6 separate regions of the Mus musculus genome follow, and all the other regions are linked to region 1. A link is a contact called in public ChIA-PET, HiChIP or PLAC-seq and promoter capture Hi-C data. All regions are on one chromosome and are shown on one strand. Each heading gives the region's core, a stretch centred on a gene start, on an enhancer-like site or on the middle of the called end of the contact. The rest is flanking DNA. Distances are from core to core; before and after follow the strand shown. Region 1 holds the start of Bptf (bromodomain PHD finger transcription factor). Region 2 holds the start of Helz (helicase with zinc finger domain). Region 3 overlaps A830035A12Rik (a long non-coding RNA gene). Region 4 holds the start of Milr1 (mast cell immunoglobulin like receptor 1). Region 5 overlaps Pitpnc1 (phosphatidylinositol transfer protein, cytoplasmic 1). Region 6 overlaps Pitpnc1 (phosphatidylinositol transfer protein, cytoplasmic 1).

Region 1 (3,270 bases), core at 260-2,759:
CCTTTATAGTCTCTTGAAAAATATAGAAGATTTGAAACCTGCATGGAGGGACCTGTCTGTAATCCCAGAGTTTGTGAGGCTGAAGCAGGAGGTTCACAAGTTTGACAGCAGCTTGGAGTTCATAGTGAGAGTCTGGCAAAACCCACCACTGCAGGGTGTGGTGCCATATACCTTTGCTCCCAGCAGAGGCTGGTGGATCTCTACTAGGAGCTGGAGGGCAGCCTGGTCTACATAGTGATTTCCAGGCTATCCAGGGCCTTACAGCGAGACCTTGCCCTAATAAAACAAAATAAAACACCCACTATCACCAAGGAATATCAGAAGATCTGCTTATTTGGGCCTGCATTGCTATAGCTGCAGCCTTTGTTTACCCAAGAACTCTTGTGGCTTACTTTCTTTCCTTTGGTGTCTTATGAGGTCCCTGTGGGTAAGTTTACCACTCTCAGAGATCAACCAAAGTGAATACATAATAACTTAGTTGGCAATTAGTAATTTTCACTTCATTTCTATTCACCGAACTATATTGTAATAAGTCAGTTAGTTAGTGGGCTGAATCCTATTAACGATTTTTCTTCAAATTACTTTTTCTGTTCTCACATCTATTAATAATCACTCATATAGGTTCCTTAAACCTTTCTTTTCTTTCCAGAGTCCACCCCGAGGACCCTGTGTTGAGCCACCTCAATTTAGCAACATTTGGTGCATGTGCCTGCGATTTCACTTTAGTGACTAGCACCCTAGGTCAAACCAAGACTGGTAATTTGTCAGGTAGACATTATTTCCAGGTAACACAAACACATAACTTTGTGAAGCCAATTCTAGACAGGACGCCATCCTTCCTATCCTTAAGTTCTGGCTGAGGTGTGGAAGTTCGTAGCTGGGAAGAGAGAAAGGTGCCTGGAGGCCGCTAGGAACCACGCTCTGGAATTTAACCCCGGGCTCTGAGGGTGGGAACTCAGGAAAGTCAGTGAAACCACGCTGGGGGTGTGGCTCCCAGCGTGCATTCCTGGAACAACTTCAGGACCCTCTAGATCCAAGCCTTTGGGAGCTCTCTATTGGGACTGACTTAGCTCCAGCTCCTGTACCTGCGTGGGTGGCTTTGCGTAGTGACTGCCCCCAGTCTGTAAGTCGTGCCTCTACGCGAGACGCCCCTCTCCCCTTTTTTTGCATTAGTTTCCCAAAAGGACCGGCGACTTGGGAGGAAAATTCCCTGTTTTCCGGCCCCGGTTTGGGAGACACGCATTGAGGTCTCCCTAAGACCTCAGCTGAGGGGGAGGTGGTCTCCCAGGAGGAGACCCCAGCCTGGGGGGACACCCCACGCTACCCATCTCGCTCCTGCGCCGCCGCCGTGCAGCCGCGCAGGGGCGCTCCGGGGCCTCCCCGCCCCCGCCGCGCCGCTCCCGCGCTCCCCCTAGCGGCCGCCGCGCCGCCTCGCTCTGTCCCAGGCTCGTCGGGCGGCGCAGCTCACGTGACCGCGCTCCGGGCCTGCGGCCGCTGTCGGTTCCCCCAGTCACCGAGCGAGAGGGAAGAAACAAGATGGCGGCTGCAGGCGATCCGGAGCGGGGCCCCGGCAATTCGGACTGAGCCTTCTCCCTCCACCCCGCCGCTGCCGGGCCGCGCCCCTCCCGCCCGGACCCCGGCGCCCTCCCCTCCCCCTCGGCCCCGGCGCCCCCCGCGCCCCTCCCCCACCCCTTCCGCTCCCCCCCCACCCCCCCGCAAGCCGCGGCTCCGACATGAGGGGCCGGCGGGGCAGGCCGCCCAAGCAGCCCGCGGCTCCTGCTGCGGAGCGCTGCGCCCCGGCCCCGCCGCCGCCGCCGCCGCCGCCACCACCGCCGCCGCCACCGCCGCCGCCGCCGCCGCCCGCCTCCGGACCCATAGGGGGGCTGCGCTCGCGGCACCGCGGCAGCAGTCGGGGCAGGTGGGCCGCCGCCCAGGCTGAGGTGGCGCCCAAGACCCGGTTGAGCTCGCCCAGGGGGGGCGGCCGCAGGAAACAGCCGCCACCGCCACCGCCGGCCTCCGGCAGCAGCGCCAGCGGCCCGGGCCGGGGGGGCCGAGGAGGCGGGGGCGGCAGGACGGGGGGCGGGGGCGGCCACCTGGCCCGGACCACCCCGGCCCGCCGCGCCGTCAACAAAGTGGTGTACGATGACCACGAGAGTGACGACGACGACGAGGAGGAGGACATGGTCTCGGAGGAGGACGAGGAGGAGGAGGAGGATGGCGACGCCGAGGAGACCCAGGATTCCGAGGACGAGGAGGAAGATGACATGGAAGAAGACGACGATGACTCCGATTATCCGGAGGAGATGGAAGACGACGACGACGACGCTAGTTACTGCACGGAAAGCAGCTTCAGGAGCCATAGTACATACAGCAGCACTCCAGGTAACCACCCAGGCCGCCGGGAGACTCCTTCCCCACCTCCTCCCTCCCCCTGGCTTGCTCCCTCTCCAGTGCAGTGCATCCTGCTTCCTAGCTCCCCCCCCCCTTCCCGGCCTGTCCCCCACGCGGAGGCCACGGCGCGTCTAGTGACAAAAAAAAAAAAAAAAAAAGAAAAAAAAGACAAAAACAAAACTAGATTTGCAAGAGGAAAGAGGCGCATTGTTCAAAATGGAGATTGCATTGTTGCAGTTTGCAGGCCACAGACTCGTTCGCTCTTCTCCCCCCTCCCTCTTTATCCCCTTCAAAATTTGTGCCAAGTGCGGTGGCTCCACCAGGCAGGATTGAAACTTTGGCACACAAGTATCCATTGAGTTCGTCTTTCTCCCCTTGTTTTGGTACGAGTATTTTATTTATTTATTTTGCGATGAAAGAAGCCTCCTGCTTTGCAAACCGTTGCATGTCTAATACGTTTTGTTTTAGATTTAAAAGAAAAATTATCTGTTCCTTAAAAGAGAATTTCGATGGTGGTACCACACCTAGACGTTCTCCCTTTCCTACACCCTAGTTAGCTAGTTTGGTAACTGTTTTGGAGGAAGGATTGTTGTTCGGTGAGCTTGGGAGCTTCCTGGGGTCCTGAGCGCTTGTTTGTGTTCTTCGAGTGAGTACTCATGGTCGCGTGCAACAGTTGCTGGTAAATGCTGATTAAAGAGCAAAGCAGAAAACTAGACCAAACCAAGTTTGGCAATCCTTCCGATTTAAAAGTACTCTGGTTAAGTTCCAAATAAAAGTATAACACCACGGGGCCGTGTGTCCTAACCAGATTGATTTTGACTTTGCGTGGGAGATGGCAGTTTCGTGGCACCTGTTGCCGAAGATGTGTGGTTGATCATC
Region 2 (3,270 bases), core at 252-2,751, 420 kb before region 1:
AACAGGGTGTAGTTTTTGAACTTCAGTCTCACCTTGCACATCTCACCGGCTCTGTAGTTCATTAGTGATCAATTACTTCATCCAGTTCCTGGAGCAAACAGAAAAAGAAGATGGTATGCAACACCAGTTGGAGCTGTTACCAGTTACAAGCATTTTATAGTCCTTTAGTAAAAGAATATGGATACACTTCAAGTGGAAAAAGTTATTTAAAAAAAAAAAAAAAAAAGATACAGGATGAAGCTTTGGAGGGGAAAAAAATTTGCTTCTTTTACCTAAAATTGAAAATATTTTCTTTCAGCAACAGATTAGAAAATAGTCTTCAACCTTAAACATAATAAACTCATCTATTCTACACTGATTAGTCTTACTTTCAAAAATAAAAGAAGGGAGAAAAAAATCAAGGAGGGGGGGAAAAAAGCTATTCATATGAGTGAAGAGAGCAAAATCAAGAACAAACTAGGCCAGATAACGTCTCCCTCTTCCCCCGGCTGCTCCCGGCATCCACTATCTCTGAAGTTACACTTCTGATTATCCTAATGGCTTGTCTAAAAAGTGTAACTTTGCAAGGGAGAAAGGATGCCAATTTCGGAGCTCAACAAAAAAAAAAAAAAAAAAAAAAAAAAACAAGGTTCCCAACCCAAAAGGAATCTGAAGGCTCTGGCTTCCAGCCCTGTCTGTGAGGACCCTCAGCAAAGGCCAGGGGGCAGAAGACTCAACTCATTTTGGGGAGAGAAATCACAGTTCCTACTTAGGACTATGTGTCCGAGCCCTTGAGGGTAAAGAGAGAGAAGGAAAGAAAGGGGCCTTTGGAGACACCTCCAGGAAGAGACTGTGCATTTGTTTTTGTAGATGTGCTCACGGGCCACGCATGTCCCAGGAGGGGGGCGGGGAGAGGGGGACCACAGTGAATCTTGAGCAGAGCCCTCTGCTGGGGAGGGGCGCCCCCTGACCCACTTTCGTGCTGTCCCCTGCCCTGGGGTCGCCGCCCCACCCTGGGTGGAAATGCTAACCCGGAGGGCTGCACCGCGCGCGGCGTGGGAGGCCGCCCGCTCCCCACCCTAAGCCGCGACCCTGGGGCGCGGGGCGTGCGGGGACCCCAGGGTCGGCCCGTGCCGGAGCAGCCTCGCGCGGGCTCCCGGGTCCCCCCGAACCTCGGGCGTGTGCAAGGACCCTCGGGCCACCGCCTGGGTCCCTGGCACCTCAGCCCCCCAGCGGAGGGAAAAGGAGATTGAGGAGGGGAAGAAACAGTAAACAGCTCCAGCGTCCGGGCCTCGCCTCTGAGAGAGCCCCGCTCCCCAGGCCCTGCCGGCGGCCGGCGGGATCCCCCGCTGTCCCCGGGGCCGCGCTGTCCCGGACCCGGAGCACCCGAGGAGAGTCCGGGCCTCTCCCCGGATGGCTCTGGAGGCTCCTGAAGCGACCCGGGCAGCGGAGAACGGGGAAGTCAGGACTTACCTGTCATTACTTTCTACGCCATCTTGGATCCACTTGTCAACGTCCCCACAAAGCATTATGGGTAAGAAAGAGCCTTTAAAGTGACTCCCCCCCCCCCTCGGCCCCCGACTCCCGCCTCCCGCCGCCGGCGCCGCCCCCTCCGGCTGCACCTCCCTCCGGAAAGTTGGCCCCAGAGGCCCGCCCGGCCCCCTTCAGCGCCTGCGAGACTTCTCAAGGAACACCCCTACTCACACACCCAGTTTTCCAACTGTGCCTTTGGGGTGCTCTCTCTTCCCCCCACCCCCGTCCCTATCTCCCCCATTCCTTACGCGAGCTGCTGTCTGCCCCGCCGCGATCCTGCCCTAGTAGCCAGATACCCTACTCCTGCATTCAATCAACACGGCGTGTCCCGGACGCGGGTGGTGTGTGAGCCGGCTAGCGGATGCATAGATGTATGCAGGGATGCATGAGCGCATGAATGCGCACGCCTGCGAGCGGTTCCCCCAGCTCCAGGTCCTTGCTACCGCTCGCGCTTCCCGCCCCGGGGCATCCGCCAGGCATGTCGCACTCGCGCGCGGGGACAGTGTCGGTATCCTAAGAAGCCACTCTGGGGCCCTAGGATCCCAGGAACTCGGTGAAACGCCGAGTCAATCCGCCCGCAAAGCTGCAATTGGGATCTGGGAAGGTTAAGCTAAATGCAACTTTTACCCCAGTTTACTCGCGCGGTCCCCTCCTCTTGGCCGGTAATGTGATCTGCGACCCTCTAGGTCGGAGGACCCCCTCCCCTAGGAATGTGGCTTTAGAATTCAGCCGGGTTAGAGTCCAAATTGTGGACTGTGACTTCCCCATGCAGGTAACTCAAGAGAACCCGGCTGCAGAGTCCGGGTGGGGCGTGGATGCGCGCCTGGGCCGGGAGGGGGTCCCCCGGGTGGGTTGGGGGGTAGTGCCTACCGCGTTTCAACTGTCCTGTTCCCACAAGGCGGCGACCCCAGGCGGCGGGACAAGGTAGAGGGCGGGCGCCACGCTGGCTCTGGGCAGAGAGAGGAGGGGGATGTCCAGAGTGGCTTGGAGGCGACCAGGACGCAGGAAGTAGGAGGCGACCGTGCGCCGGCAACAGACCTTTGCGAGCATCCCGCGGGCATCTGCTTTCTGGTTGCAAGACAAGCCCAGCGCTTTCCCCGCCCCTCCCGCGTTGCTTCAGGCGAGCAACACCTAGCTCAGGTGACCACCCCTTTTGCTCCATGAAGTACCAGCTCCTTGCAGCCCTAGTCCTGCCAGAAATGTAGGTCTGTTCATTAACTCCCCACCCCCACCCTATACATTCTCTTCCTCCAGTGTCAGCACTGCTGAGTTTGAGGACCTCTAGATGCTCGCCTCCCCGGAGCAAGATTTGTGTCCAAAAGAAAATGCTCCGAGACTTCCGGGTAGATCCTGTTGTTTAGCTTTAGCGAGGGTTTAATCCCCAGTAATAAATAAATCTCCAATATACCAAAGCTTGCTGTTAAATGGTTCTGTAAATTCAAAGATCCTGAGGCAACAGGCACTATCGCGCAAACACACTCTTTTCGGTGCAAAGGGTCTTAGATCTACCTTTTTTAGTCACCTCTGGATCCCACCAGAGCAGTCTTTAGCTACCTGGGTGATTGCTGACAACCTCTGCCCGCAGGGAGCCAAAAGCTCCACCATTCTATTGTCTCAGCCTGAAGAGAAGGGTGAGGTGCGGACTCATTAAGGGATTGGCCCCGGGGTCACTCTTGAGGGAGGGAGCAGGTGAGTCATTCCAACGGACTAGGAAGAGGTTTTCCAGGGAGGAACCTCCCCTGAGTCACCGCTTTTCAG
Region 3 (3,270 bases), core at 534-3,033, 400 kb before region 1:
TCCTAATTTTTTGTCAGGTAGTACATGCCTTAGTTAATTAAGTGAAATTCCTAAATTTGAGTCTTGGTAATAACACATACCTGGCACACATTCTGGCACTTCAAAGATGAAGGCAGGAGGATCGGGAGTTCAAGACCAGCCTAGGCTCAAAACAAACAAAAACAAAACATGCAACAATAAAAGCTGGAATTTCATCTCAATTTAAACATTTTTAAACTCAAGAAATTTATCTCAATTTAAACATTTTTAAACTCAGAAGATATGGGTTTTTTTGTTTGTTTGGTTGGTTGGTTGGTTGGTTGTTTTTTTTGTTTTGTTTTTGGGGTTTTTTGTTTGTTTGTTTTTTGAGGCAGGGTTTTTCTGTATAGCCCTGACTGTCCTGGAACTCACTCTGTAGACCAGGCTGGCCTCGAACTCACAAATCCACCTGCCTCTGCCTCCCAAGTGCTAGGATTAAAGGCTTGTGCCACCACCACCCGGCCAGAAGATGTGTTTAAGAAACAAAAGGATTTTCTCTTTGCTACTAACTCTATCTAGTATTTGGCTGTGAGTCTCTGCATCTGTTTTTATTGGTGGCTGGGTGAAACCTCTCAAAGGTCAGTTATGCTAGGCTCCTGTTTGCAGAATATCATTAATAATGTCAGGGCTCTTGAACTCATTGTAAAAGATGATCACTTCCTGAACAGAGCATCCATAGCTCAGGCGCTAAGACCAACAGTTAATAAGTGAGACATCATGAATCTGAAAATCCTCGGGAGGGCAGAGGACAGCATCAGGAGGTCAACACAGTATCCTAAGAATGGGAAAAATATCTCCTCCAACTGTACATTACCTTAGTTAAGTGAAATTCCTAATTTTGCGTCTTCCTAGCACATGCCTTGCACATTCTGGCACTTCAAAGATGAATGCAGGAGGTTCGGGAGTTCGAGACCAGTGTTCGAGACCAGTCTGGGCTCAAAACAATCAAAAACAAACAAACAAAACCTGCAACCATAAAAGCTGGACTTTTATCTCTCTCTCTCTCTCTTTCTTTTTTTTTTTCTTTTCGATCCAGGGTTTCTCTGTGTAGCCCTAGCTGTCTCTGTAGACTAGGCTGGCCTCGAACTGAGAAATCCATCTGCCTCTGCCTCCCAAGTGCTGGGATTAAAGGTGTGCGCCACCCCCCACCCCCAGTTCAATTTAAACTTTTTTTTTTTTTGAGACAGGGTTTCTCTGTGTAGTCCTGGCTGTCTTGGCACTCACTTTGTAGACCAGGCTGGCCTCGAACTCAGAAATCTGCCTGCCTCTGCCTCCTGAGTGCTGGGATTAAAGGCATGCACCACCACGCCTGGCAAACATTTTTAAACTCAGAAGATATGTTTCAGAAACAAAAAGATTTTTCTCTTTGCCCACTGAGACAGAAATCATGAAGCAAGAATTTACAGAATTTTTGCTGTGCCTTAACCTACCCACGGTTCCTGTTTCTTGCTTTCAGGTTCTTCTTTGTGTCTATTACCAAAGCCCTTCTCTCTGTGACTCAGGTGTGTCTGTCTGTCTGTCTGTGTACCTATATGTATTTCTTGTGTACTTGTTTATGGAGCATTGCATGCCTATGTTCAGGGTGCTCACTGTATATCTGTATGTGCTTAGTATGTGGGTGTGTCACAGTGTATGTGTGCACAGCACGTGTGTGGTGCGTATGTGCACACAGCTGCCTCCAACCCACTGCAGGCTTTTGCTCCCACAACCCTGTACTGCTGAGTCTGCATCTCTGCAGCCTGCCCTCTAGCTGTCCCCGACAGGAAGCCAGGCTTCCTGGGGTCTTGAATCAGCAGTGCAGGAAGGAAATGGAGGCCGCAGAACTGTCAGATAGGACGCAGCTGACTCCAAGGCGCCATCCATCCCTCCCAGAACAAGTCTGGAGCAGGTTTCCAGACCTGGACCTGAAACCTTGGCATCAGAAACAGAAGCCTAGCCTATGCTTTGTGCTGTCCCCGCAGATCTGAGCGACACTCCCCAAGGCCAGTCCTCAGCTTTTCAGCTGTAGCTTCCTCCCTGTGAGGCAGAAATAATAAAACAGCCTTTCCCTCAATTGTTGTGGCATTCAAAGTCTTTAAAAACAACAACAAAAACACTGGCCAGGTGTGGTGGCACATACCTTTAATCCCAGCTCTCTCTCTCTCTCTGAAGAAGGCAGAAGCCAACAAAGCTCTGTGAGTTCCAGGCCAGTCTGATAGCAAGTTCAAAGCAAACGGGGTTACATGGTGGGACCTGGTTTCAAAAAATTCAAGAATACAAACGACAACGTGTGCCTGCATATGTGTGTGTGTGTGCAACAAGTGCCCTTATTCAGTGCCATTTCACTATCTCGCCTGTCCTTGTTTATGTTTTTGTTTTTGTTTTTTTTGTTTTTTGTTTTTTGTTTTTTTGTTTTTTGAGACATGGTTTCTCTGTATAGCCCTGGCTGTCCTGGAACTCACTCTGTAGACCAGGCTGGCCTCGAACTCAGAAATCTGCCTGCTTCTGCCTCCCAAGTGCTGGGATTAAAGGTGTGCGTCACCACGCCCGGCTTTATGTTTATTTTTTTAATGTGTATGGGTGTTTAGCTGCATGAATGTGTGAGGGCCAGGTACATGCCTCATTGTCAGAGAAGGCCAGGAAAAAGACATCAGATGTCCTGCTGGGATTGGAGTTATATTTGGTTGTAAGACACCATGTGGGTGCTGGGAACTGAACCCAGGTCCTCTGTAAGAGCAGCCAGTGGCCTATACAACGAACCATCTCTCTACCCCTCACCCCTGTTCTTAAAAGATCTCACTCTAGCCCAGCATTTTTGAGATAGAACTCTCTCTGTAGTCCTGGATGTTCTGGACCATGTAGGTCTATGTAGACCAAGTTGGCAAAGCAGGATATTAAAAAACAAACAAACAAACACAAATAATTAGTTCGTGTGAGAGTGGGTGGGTGGGGTGTGAACCTTTTTGTGTGGATGTGTTCATGTAGGACACACATGGATGAGAGCCTTGGGAGGGGGAGGCAGAGGCGGAGGCTGATGCTCAGGGCCTTCCTCTATTGCCCTCCAGTTACTTTTTGGCAACAAGGTTTCTCCCTAAACCCTGGATTTACTAATTCAGCTAAAGTAGGTGACCAGAAAGCTCTGGGAATCTTCCTAAAATGTGGGATTTCAGAGGACAGCCATGTTCAACTTTATATTTATGGGCACTGGAGATCTGAACCCAGGTCCTCACAAGTATGCCACAAATGCTTTCTTTACCCAAGGAGTCGTCTCCC
Region 4 (3,270 bases), core at 353-2,852, 380 kb after region 1:
GTCTGCTATGGCTTTGGTATCCAGTCTGTGAGCTGGTATACATACATACTCATGTGTATGTTTACTGTAAGATATGTAATATATGCTCTGAGAGTTAATATTACATTTAAAATTGGAATAAAAGAACTCATGTTTACTGACTGCTGGCTATCAAGAGAAATCAGGACTGCTTGGAAAATCACAGCCAAGAGAAGCAACATAGCTGGTGAATTTATTGCTATTCAATAAACTCTGACACCACAGACCGACGCAAAGATGTCCATCTAGACTGCTCCACTGTGTGCTCTCCCACACTCAGGACTTAACAGGCTGAAGCAGAAGGATTCTCATGAGTTCAGCATCAGCTTCGGCTACATAGTGAGTGCTAGGCTATGTAGCAAGATCTTATCACCAACAGTCCACAGAAAGAAGCTGCCTGCTTCGGGATGGGGAGGGGAGGGGAGGGAAGACAGGCTGGGTTGCACACAACAGCACTTTCAACTTTATGTGGTTAGCTTACACGGAAGGACCGATGTGCCGCAAAGACTGCAGAGGAACCAGGATTGGGGCCACCCCTTCTCACCGATGAAAGAAACCACCCTCAAAAGTCATTAGTTTGTGTGCCCGGCTTGCCAGCTGGGCAGCAGCAAGCCAGGCTCAGCAGCAAAGCACTCTGACTCCACAGTAGAGCTCTACCTAGGCATAGTACTAGTTGCCTGAATTAATTTAAAAGGGGTTTGAGTGGGCATGGTGGGCTGGGTCCCAGCATTTGAGAGTTTAGGAGTTAGTCTAGTTTAGCCTTGGCCACGTAATAGAGTTTGAGGCCAGCCTGACCTACATGAGGCTCAGCCTCAAAAGTAAATAAATTAATAAAAATTTACAAAAATCACGGGAGGGTTTTCTAGCTAAAAGTGATAACAAAGGAAGTTTGGAGGTTTTCATGGTAAAAAACAATCTCAGATTTTGCCCGGCCAAGTTTCAGGTGGAAAAACAAAATTGCTACAATTAATGCCCTCTCTAAACCTCAGCTCATTGGCCTCCTAGCAGATAATAGAAAGGCTTTGCTCTTGGTTGCCGATCTAAAAACACAGAAATCCCAGTAAGTGAACGCTCATGTTCAGAGTCAGCTATCTGACCATTTTGATGCCCATACTTTCAGGAAATGAAACTTACCGTTATTTTCCACCCTCGTACAATCCACTGCAGCATTCTGAACTGAAAGAGAAAATGGAAGATTAGAGAAAAAAAACCTCATTTCCCATGTGATTATTTTGAGAGATGATTCTTGTTTGTTTTTTCGTCTTTGACTTTTCAAGACAGGGTCTCTCTAGGTAGCCCTGGCTGGCCATGAACTCTGTGTAGATCAGGCTGGCTCCACAGAGATCCACCTGCCTTTGCTCCACCAAGTGCTGGCCCCCCCGTCCCAGAGTCAATTCTTAAAATATCGAATCAGGCTTACGTGTGATAGAAATTGTAAGAGCCCAAAGTAACAGTTTGTCCAGCCAGCATCTTATTCCCTTGAATGAAACGGCAGAGAGGCACATTGGCGAGTCACCATCGCCCATGGTTAATTGAGTTACTACAGAATGGGGCTCGGCTTCTGAGATTCCTCTTCCCAACCACACACAGGAAATGAGAGGATTTAGACAAGTTTACTCAACAGGACCTATGACTCGTTGGTTTAACTGTCCTTCATATTACTGGAACAGCTGCTCAGACCGCAAGGTCTCCTATCTCACTTAGAGCTGCTGCTTGGTGATAACGGATCTTTCTTTTTTTTCCCCCTTCTTTCCCCCTTTTTTCCCCTTCCCTTTCACTCCGGCCCATAGGTTTTTTTATTTGTTTTTCATTACAGATAGTTGTGAGCCACCATGTGGTTGCTGGGATTTGAACTCATGACCTCCAGAAGAGCAGTCAGTGCTCTTAACCACTGAGCCATCTCACTCACCAGCCCCGATAATGGATCTTTTATATTCTCTCTCTCTCTCTCTCTCTCTCTCTCTCTCTCTCTCTCTCTCTCTCTTCCTCCCCCTCACCCTCCCCCTCTCCCCCCCCCATCTCCCTTCCCCCTCCTAAAAGAAAAATGAAAAATGCCTCTGACAAGTAAGCCCTACTCTCCAGAGCACAGAGAACTTCCTGGCGTGCTGTCGGCCGTTGTTCATTTAAGATTACAAGTCCTTTGTTTGCTTCTTTAGACAAGCTTGGTTGCCCCATCTGCACAGGATGTGTTTGATCGAATGTAGGCTGGAGGTACATAAGCAGAGAGTATGCCAGGATGTTTGCTTGCTCCTGATTGGACAAAGGTGGAAAGTATGTAGCCTTTTGGGGTTTGCCTTTCTTTATAAACCTCCGATTAATGTACCTTGGTGACATACTCCCGGAATCCTGAGGATGGATTGTCTTAGCCAGCATAGCAATTTGGCTCAAAAACTGTGATAGTGTTCTTACTTTCACCCAATGGGATCAACACTTTCACACCACACACGCACACACGCACACACACGCGCGCACACACACACACACTTCCTAGCTGCCTATGAGGTGAGAGACAGGTTCCAGATGTATAAGGTACATCTTCTATACATGCAGCCTGAAGGTAATTGGAGGAGGGATTCAGAGAGTCCTTTGGCACACTCTTCTCAGGTCGGCGTATTCAGACCAGAACCTCAGCAACATTGCTCTCAGCTCCTCTCATCACCTCTGGAGGTAAGTCACACCAGGCTGCTCTGTAAGACCTTCCGGCCACCCTCCTGCCTCTCTAGCATCTTGCTTGGTAGATGATGTCTTCTTGGGTTTGGTTTGCAAATATTTTATTGAGTATTTTTACATCAATGTTCATAAGGGAAATTAGTCTGAAGTTCTCTTTTTTTTAATACTTGTTTATTTATTTATTATATGTAAGTACACTGTAGCTTGTCTTCAGACACTCCAGAAGTGGGAGTCAGATCTCGTTACGGATGGTTGTGAGCCACCATGTGGTTGCTGGGATTTGAACTCCGGACCTTCGGAAGAGCAGTCGGGTGCTTTTACCCACTGAGCCATCTCTTCAGCCCCTTAAGTTCTCTTTCTTTGTTAAGTCTTTGTGTGGTTCAGGATGTCTGTGGCCTCATAGAATGAGTTTAGCAATGTTCCTTCTGTTTTTATTTTGTGGACTAATTTAAGGAGTATTGGCATTAGCTCTTCTTTAAAAGTCTGGTAGAATTCTTCGCTAAAACCTTCTGGCCCTGGGCATTTTTTGGTTGGGAGAGTTTTAATGACTGCTTCTATTTCTTTAGGGGTTATAGGGATGTT
Region 5 (3,270 bases), core at 437-2,936, 330 kb before region 1:
GATTGAAAGACCCCCTTGGAGGAGAGTAGGAGCTTCGAGCTAATTAAATTTAGTTATGCAAAGTTGCAGGTCGGTATTTGGACCATAAATGAAAGTATTCATTTCACAGATACATTCTTGGCCTCCTGCTGGGTGCCCAGTGCTTGGGAACAGTGCTGCAAGCAAGGCAGACACAATCACTCCCTTTCGGGAGCTGGGGAAACAGGACACACTGGAGGAGTTCGCTAACACTTAGAAACCAGAACTGGGGATGTAGGTTAAGCACGGAGTTCTTGCTTAACGTGAACAGGATCCTGCGACAGAAACAGCAGAGGAACAATTGGATTGCCTTGGAAAATACAAATCAGTAAAACTTTTAAAATAATGGTTCTAGAGACAGTCTCAGCTGGACGTGGTGGCACACGCTTTTGATCCCAACACTTGGAAGGCAGAGGCAGGCGGATTTCTGAGTTCAAGGCCAGCCTGGTCTACAGAGTGAGTTCCAGGACAGCCAAGGATATACAGAGAAATCCTGTCTCAAAAAAAAAAAAGAGAGAGAGAGAGAGATGGTTTCAGGGCATGGCTCAGTGGGTAAAAACACTTTATGCACAAGCATGAGGACCTGAATTTGAAGCTCAAGCTGGACAGGCCTATGGCTCACACTTTAAATCCCAGCAATTAGGAGGCAGAAGCAGGTAGATCTCTATAAGTTCAAGGACAGCCTGGTCTATAGAGTGAGTTCCAGGACAGCCAGGGCTACACAGAGAAACTCTATTTTGAATGAATGAATGAATGAACGAATGAATGATTAAATAAAAGCTGGACACAGAACAAGTGTCTGGAGGCAGCTTGTTTGGCCTATGCCACAGAAAAACAATAGAAGCTCCCTGGTTCTTACAGGATAGAAGGTGGCGTGTGCCCTCTGGTGTCCTAAGATCTGCGGTGGTGGCTGGTGTGCACCAGCATTTACACACACGTGCACAGAATGCAGACACACCCAGAGGGTGGAAAAACGTTAAGAAGGTAGTTATAGAGTTATTTGAGCACCAACTTCAGAGAACGCCACCAGCAGAAAGTTCTGAACTGGAAATTATGAGTTATAGCTCCTGTCCTCCAGGAAATGGTTATAGCTCTCTCAGGTCTAGACAGCTTTCCAGAAAATCATGTCCTCTTCTGACGCAGTGTGGGAAAAAGTGTACATGGCAGGTTTGAACCAAGTGGCTTTGACTTAGGTCAGAGCTAGGGAGGGAAATACATTTTTTGCTGAGACGTGGACCCAGAGCTGGCCACAGGGCTGCAGGACACTGCAGATCTTTGAGGTTCTAGTTCACAGGGACCACCCCTCAGAGGGACTGGAGCACTTGGAACCCTGGGCCTTTCTTTGATACGAATCCTTTGCCAAGACTGTCAGGTGAGGTGAACCCAGCCTTGCTGCTCAGAAGTTGGGCTCACTCAGAAAGCCAGTTTTTGGTGGCAGTAATGTCTGGGCCCTTCATCTTCTCTCTAGGACGGCAGAATCCCCTCGGGCTAGGCTGGGCACATCGCTAAGAACTCATATGGGGAGGGCGGAAGGCCAGAATGTTCTGTCTTGGCTGCGGGCTATATACATGATAATGATAAAGGAAGGAGTCTGGGGTCACTCACCACTTCCTGGCTGGCTGCCTGAGCAGCAGCATCATGCAATGCATTTTGTTGACTTAGAAAGATGAAGTCAGAGCTTACCAAGGCTCCTTAACAGCGAGTGTTAAAGTGACTCACTGTCATTTCTTAGCACCCAATACAAGAGCCTGCCCTTAGAAATGCCTCTTAAGACGAGCGGGAGTGGAGAGGCCTACCTCTAAACGGGTGGCCAGCGTACGTTCTCATTAGATCGTCATCTCATGACTCACTCCAATTCTATTGATTGATGGATTGGGTTTCCCTAGATCGGCCTTGAACCCACTATCCCCTTAGCCTCCTAAGTGTTGGGATGGCAGGCTGAATCATCACAGCCTGGTGTGTGTGTGTGTGTGGGGGGGGTAGAGTAGAGGAGGGCATTGGTGTCCTTTATCACTCTCCCTTATTCCCTTGAGACAGTCTCACACTCAATCTGGAGCTAGCCAGCAAAACCCGCTCATCTCCATCCCTGCAGGTGGTTCTGAGGTGGCAGGCAGATCCGCTGGGTTGGCTCTTTACACAGGTGCTGGAGATTCGAACTTATGTCCTCAGCCCTGTTTTTCTTTTCTTTATTATTTATTCCTTCCCCCCTTTTAAGTTCAGCTGAAGCATGACTGTCTAGAACTCCAGTTGTTCCCAAGCACAGCAAAATCATCAGCTCCTTTGATCCCCCGAGCATTCTATCTGACCATCTTAGGGTGGTGTTGCTATCGCCTGGCTGAATCACCCTGCCTAAGAGTGCCCAAACAAACGTAATTTGATGACACCCTATAATAATGTTATTTAAGCACTTAACCTAAGTAGCTAATCTCCAAAGACTGCTCCCTGGCCCCACATTCACTCTCTCTATTTCTCTGTCTCTCTCTTTCACACACACATAAACACACATACATACACAGAGACACATACACACATTCACTTATACAGGCATGTAATGCTAATAGACACAGAGGCATACTCACTCAAACACACAGACGCATATTTGGAGGCACACGGACATATGTTGCAGGACATTTTACCTATTGCACTGTGGACCCTGAGATTGTGTTATTTACTGAAAAATTGCTTCCCGTTATGGTGTGACTCAGCCTTGCTGAATGACACACCCTTTGTGCACACCTTTAAAATCCCAAACAATGAAGGTGAAGTTAGTTTGTAGAAGGAAGCACCCAGGTTTGAAAGTGATGTCTAATTGAGTGGCAGACAAAGTGATAAGCCAGGGAAGGATTTCACAGAATGGGATCTGTCCAACTCTCGTGAGAAGAGAGAGGAAGAGGAAAAGGAGCTGTACAGGCAGAGAAAAGAGAAGGAAGCAGCTTTTACCAGGATGGTTTTATGGAGACAGGCTGAAGAGAGAACAAACTAGGCACAAGTGGAGGCAGAACAAGCCAGAGAGAGAGAAGGAGCCAGAAGATTAGAACAGATTGCCAAAGTTAGTATGAGGCCAAGCAGAAGGAGACGCCAAGAGAAGCCAGATCGAATCAGCTAGGGTGAAGAGTTTTGAGCCAGAAGAGCTCGGTTGACCAGCCTTCCAGGGTTCAGAAAGAACAAGAAACGGTGAGCTTATTTATTCAACAGTTAGACTCAGAAGCTGAAAATGTACTAGGCCTAGATTAGATTGTACGAAGACTAGAA
Region 6 (3,270 bases), core at 301-2,800, 290 kb before region 1:
TTGAACGTTAGCAATCCCCCTGACTCAGTCTCCCAAGTTCTTGGGCTGGTTTTGAACCTAAGACGCTCCTGCTCACAATCCTGAGGTTAGAGGGTGGAAACTGAGCCAGGGTCTTCTGCCAAGACCAGCAAGTGCTTTTAACTGCCGAGCCATCTCTCCAGCTCTTACATTCAACATTTTAATGAATACATAAAAGGTATCAGGTTCTGTCATGGTTCTTCTCCTGGGTAATTGATGAGCCTCTTAGTGTTGATTTTTTAAAAATCAAGCACTCTATTTAGTTAATAAAGCAACCCGGGACAGGATTGAAAGCAGCTGTGTTTGCCGTGGGCATGGCTGTTACGTGGCCACACATGCAGAAGCAAAGGTTTAGAGACCAAAGGATGACTCCTCTCTGCCTGGCTACCAGGGGCAGCCACGGCTTTGGTTCCTAGGAGTTGCTGGATATATGTCGTAGGTCTCAGAGACCATTCTGTGAGGCCGATAATTAAGGAAGCTAAGGTCTCATAAAAATGAATATGGTCTCCCATTTGAGCAAAGGACATGCGACATCACACCTTCACATTTCATTCACTTCTTCATAGGCGAATTAAAAGCTCCATATGTATTTATGGTGTACTACGTGGTATGTATGTGTGTATATATGTGTGTGTATATACAATGATTAATTTTTACTTTATATTAATTTTTAGGACACGATCTTGCTGTATAGTTTAGGCTCCTATGCAACTCTCAATCTCCTGTCTCTACTTTCAGACTGCTGGGATTCCAGGTGTGTGTCTTGCCCCTAGGATATTAACTGAATGGCTGACTGATTGATTGGTGTGTGTGTGTGTGTGTGTGTGTGTAAAGGTCAGAGGACAATCTGAAGTGTTGATCCTAGAATCTCTTGCTTGTGTATAAATCATCCAGTGTTGAGTAAAGAAGGAGATAATAGCGATGAATGGCCAGTAAAAAAATAAACAAATCGGTATTCATGCTTGTCATCCCAGCATTCAGGGTATCAGGTGTTCGAGGCCAGCCTGGGTGTCATAGCCAGACCTTGTCCCAAACAGTAAAGTAGGGGTAGGGAGATCCTTCAGCTGAAGTGCTTGCTGTTTGGGTAGAGCGATTGTGTGTATGCTTGTGGGTGTGTGCATGCAACATCAGATGCCCATGGAAGCCAGAAGAGGGCATTGGATTCCTTGGAATTGGAGTTAGGAGTGGTTGTCAGCCACTCAAGGAGGATGCTGGGAACCAGACAAGGGACCTGCAAGAGCTGTGTGTACTCTTAACTGCTGAGCCATCTCTCGAGCCCAAGTAGATATTAAGTTTGAACGGGCCACTTCTGAGGCAAGTGGGAAGAAAATGCAAATAATCTATTGACTTTACACAGGTGACCGCGGGGCTGGCTGCCTGTGCCTTTAAGGGGAACCCAAAGGAGGTTTTTATCTCTGGGTAAAAGACTTAACTGTTTGCTGAAAACCTCAACAATCAAGATAAACAGTGTGGAGGCTTCCTAGGTTGTATCAGAGGCTAGCTCTTCCTCCCGCTCTGTGAACACACCTACTTCCGTTCGGCTGCAGTAACTGATTTCCTGTGTAGTCAGAGCCTCTTTCCTGGGCCTGGGTAGGGCCGTAGTTAACCATTGCTGTACTTCCGCTGCTCAGAGCAGCATAGCTTTCTGTCTAGATGCCAGGGCCTGCAGGTTTCCACTTGCTAACGTCTTCTCTCTGGAATGCATTTTCCACACCTGATGATTCACCAGCGCCATCCCTTACTTGCTGTCGTTCACAGCATCCACAGAGGAGTTTGGGTTGGGTCCTGGGAGACCGGAAGTTAGCAGAGGCAGAGTGGGACTCTGGGCAAGGGACACGGGTTGCCAGTGAAGATTAGCGCCTGCAACCCGGAAGGCGGCTCGGCTCCTTGGTTCAGTTGGGTCAGGCAGATGGAAGCAAGCATTGCCAGCCTCTCTTTTAGTCTGCTATATAACTGCTAGACTGGAGAGCTGAGCGCTTGCTTCAATTACTCTTTTTCCTTGTCCTACGAATGCAAAAGAGGATGAGGGAAAAATGACAGAAGTGTGTCACTAAAATAACTTATTAGACTTTGGGATTCTTAGTCATTGCTAATGGTTGGGACTTTGAATATTCATTAGTGCACCCTGCTGTTTGGAGAGTGCACGAGGCTCTCTCCGTGTGTGTGTGTGTGTGTGTGTGTGTGTGTGTCTATGGATTTGAGCTCTGCCTTTCCACTTAATTAGTTAGGAACTCATTGAATGGGGAACAGAGTGATACGAAGGAACAGGAGAATGGGCTCTTTGTCCCTGGATCCTTTTGTGACTTCCTTGGGTAGAAACGAATTCTGCTCACCCTGAGCCAAGTTGGAGCTTCCTTCTGTGCTGTTTCTGCCCTTGCTCATTTCAGCCCTAGATGTGTTTCTGGCTTCTCCTGGGTCAAAATCCTCTCGCTGACCTCTCACCGTCACTTAGGACTCTCCTTCCTCAGGGATTTCTCTGACATGGCAGGGAACATTGGCGTCTGAGTGAGGCAAAGGAAAATATGAACTCTTGTGTAGGTTCTCATCGGATCGACTCCTGCATCGTGAAGCAAATGGACAGGGAGGGCTGTTGTAGTTTGTCAAAAGACCCTCTCTCACAAAGACCACAGAGACCACCATCATTGCAAAATGCATGAGGATTTTATTACTTATCCAACATGTTGGGGAACCCCCTGTCAGCACGCAGGCCGGAGGAGAGACCCAGAACAAAGAGAGAACACACTTTTATACCTTTGTAAGGGCCAGATATAGGCACCAGGGTAGTCTGGCTTATTTTAATTGGTGTAACCAATAACCTTTTTGGACATTGGTTGGTTTGTATAGGGTGACTCTCATTTTGTCTGTCCTTGTGGTTTTTAGCTTGAGGTGGGGGGGCAGGATAATTGTTAATCTTGTTCTGGTGGCTGTAATCTTAGAAGTTTTGACCGTTAAAACTATGTTTCTGTATTTGTTTAGTGAGTCCTTTTTTTTTTTTTTTTTTTTTTTTTAAATCTGGTTCTGTACTTGGCCTGTTAGTACAGTTTGGAAAGTACTTTTGAGCGGGAAGGTACTGGGTAGTCTTGAATTTATTTTGGATATTACAGGGTTAAGGAAGAGCTGAGGGGCGTTCCAGTCACAAATGGGATAGCTTGATAGAAGTAGTAACAGTGTGTCCTTTTAAGTTGGAGAATCTTTGTGGCGGATTCCTTATGTATAGTTATATTAGCTTATATAATTATAGTTATATTTTGT

Evidence for each region. ChIA-PET counts read pairs in DNA pulled down with a chosen protein or histone mark. HiChIP or PLAC-seq counts read pairs in DNA pulled down with a chosen protein or histone mark. Capture Hi-C pulls out chosen DNA fragments and counts their contacts.
Region 2: a promoter capture Hi-C map of pancreatic islet shows a contact between it and region 1. The contact joins the promoter of Helz here to the promoter of Bptf in region 1. A contact is called at or near these places in 4 of 39 promoter capture datasets (embryonic stem cells, hippocampal neurons and liver), 3 of 484 Hi-C or Micro-C datasets (B cells and embryonic stem cells), 10 of 115 datasets of contacts at active chromatin or transcription factors (effector CD8 T cells, embryonic stem cells, extraembryonic endoderm stem cells and 3 more) and 1 of 9 other capture datasets (pancreatic islet).
Region 3: an H3K27ac HiChIP or PLAC-seq map of embryonic stem cells shows a contact between it and region 1, with 5 read pairs. The contact joins the enhancer-like site here to the promoter of Bptf in region 1. A contact is called at or near these places in 1 of 39 promoter capture datasets (hippocampal neurons), 1 of 15 datasets of contacts at CTCF or cohesin (embryonic stem cells), 1 of 484 Hi-C or Micro-C datasets (embryonic stem cells), 7 of 115 datasets of contacts at active chromatin or transcription factors (embryonic midbrain, embryonic stem cells, extraembryonic endoderm stem cells and 1 more) and 1 of 9 other capture datasets (adipose tissue).
Region 4: an RNA polymerase II ChIA-PET map of memory CD8 T cells shows a contact between it and region 1, with 36 read pairs. The contact joins the promoter of Milr1 here to the promoter of Bptf in region 1. A contact is called at or near these places in 1 of 39 promoter capture datasets (stem cell-derived epiblast-like cells), 1 of 115 datasets of contacts at active chromatin or transcription factors (memory CD8 T cells) and 1 of 9 other capture datasets (pancreatic islet).
Region 5: a contact with region 1 is called in a FOXA1 HiChIP or PLAC-seq map of pancreatic cancer cells. The contact joins the enhancer-like site here to the promoter of Bptf in region 1. A contact is called at or near these places in 5 of 39 promoter capture datasets (the HPC-7 cell line, hematopoietic stem and progenitor cells, liver and 1 more), 1 of 15 datasets of contacts at CTCF or cohesin (the NIH/3T3 cell line), 2 of 484 Hi-C or Micro-C datasets (embryonic fibroblasts and embryonic stem cells), 15 of 115 datasets of contacts at active chromatin or transcription factors (CD8 T cells, bone marrow-derived macrophages, embryonic forebrain and 10 more) and 3 of 9 other capture datasets (adipose tissue, liver and pancreatic islet).
Region 6: a contact with region 1 is called in a FOXA1 HiChIP or PLAC-seq map of pancreatic cancer cells. The contact joins the enhancer-like site here to the promoter of Bptf in region 1. A contact is called at or near these places in 5 of 39 promoter capture datasets (embryonic stem cells, hippocampal neurons, liver and 1 more), 3 of 115 datasets of contacts at active chromatin or transcription factors (effector CD8 T cells, memory CD8 T cells and pancreatic cancer cells) and 1 of 9 other capture datasets (adipose tissue).

What each region holds. Positions count from the first base shown.
Region 1 is chr11:107,130,386-107,133,655 of GRCm38.p6, reverse strand. Bptf (bromodomain PHD finger transcription factor) reads left to right here and starts at 1,509. Exons shown (of 28, transcript NM_176850.3): 1 at 1,509-2,382. The coding sequence starts at 1,734.
Region 2 is chr11:107,546,164-107,549,433 of GRCm38.p6, reverse strand. Helz (helicase with zinc finger domain) reads right to left here and starts at 1,501. Exons shown (of 33, transcript NM_001368755.1): 1 at 1,453-1,501; 2 at 33-88. Gm39426 (a long non-coding RNA gene) reads left to right here and starts at 1,440. Exons shown (of 3, transcript XR_003949607.1): 1 at 1,440-1,513; 2 at 2,411-2,652; 3 at 2,767-3,270.
Region 3 is chr11:107,528,069-107,531,338 of GRCm38.p6, reverse strand. The region is part of intron 2 of A830035A12Rik (a long non-coding RNA gene); the gene reads left to right. Among named protein-coding and RNA genes, the nearest start is that of A830035A12Rik, 4.4 kb to the left of the region's middle. Within about 2 kb of position 1,783, at least 69 of the 459 cell types and tissues checked have an H3K27ac peak or open chromatin away from gene starts, as enhancers often do. A contact at or near this core is called in adipose tissue and embryonic stem cells, where this site is marked.
Region 4 is chr11:106,749,558-106,752,827 of GRCm38.p6, reverse strand. Milr1 (mast cell immunoglobulin like receptor 1) reads right to left here and starts at 1,602. Exons shown (of 7, transcript NM_001033435.3): 1 at 1,439-1,602; 2 at 1,153-1,194. The coding sequence starts at 1,544.
Region 5 is chr11:107,456,892-107,460,161 of GRCm38.p6, reverse strand. The region is part of intron 1 of Pitpnc1 (phosphatidylinositol transfer protein, cytoplasmic 1); the gene reads left to right. Among named protein-coding and RNA genes, the nearest start is that of Pitpnc1, 12 kb to the left of the region's middle. Within about 2 kb of position 1,686, at least 61 of the 459 cell types and tissues checked have an H3K27ac peak or open chromatin away from gene starts, as enhancers often do. A contact at or near this core is called in CD8 T cells, bone marrow-derived macrophages, memory CD8 T cells and 1 more, where this site is marked.
Region 6 is chr11:107,415,736-107,419,005 of GRCm38.p6, reverse strand. All of the region lies in intron 1 of Pitpnc1 (phosphatidylinositol transfer protein, cytoplasmic 1), which reads left to right. Among named protein-coding and RNA genes, the nearest start is that of Gm11713, 7.0 kb to the right of the region's middle. Within about 2 kb of position 1,550, at least 236 of the 459 cell types and tissues checked have an H3K27ac peak or open chromatin away from gene starts, as enhancers often do. A contact at or near this core is called in adipose tissue, effector CD8 T cells, embryonic stem cells and 1 more, where this site is marked.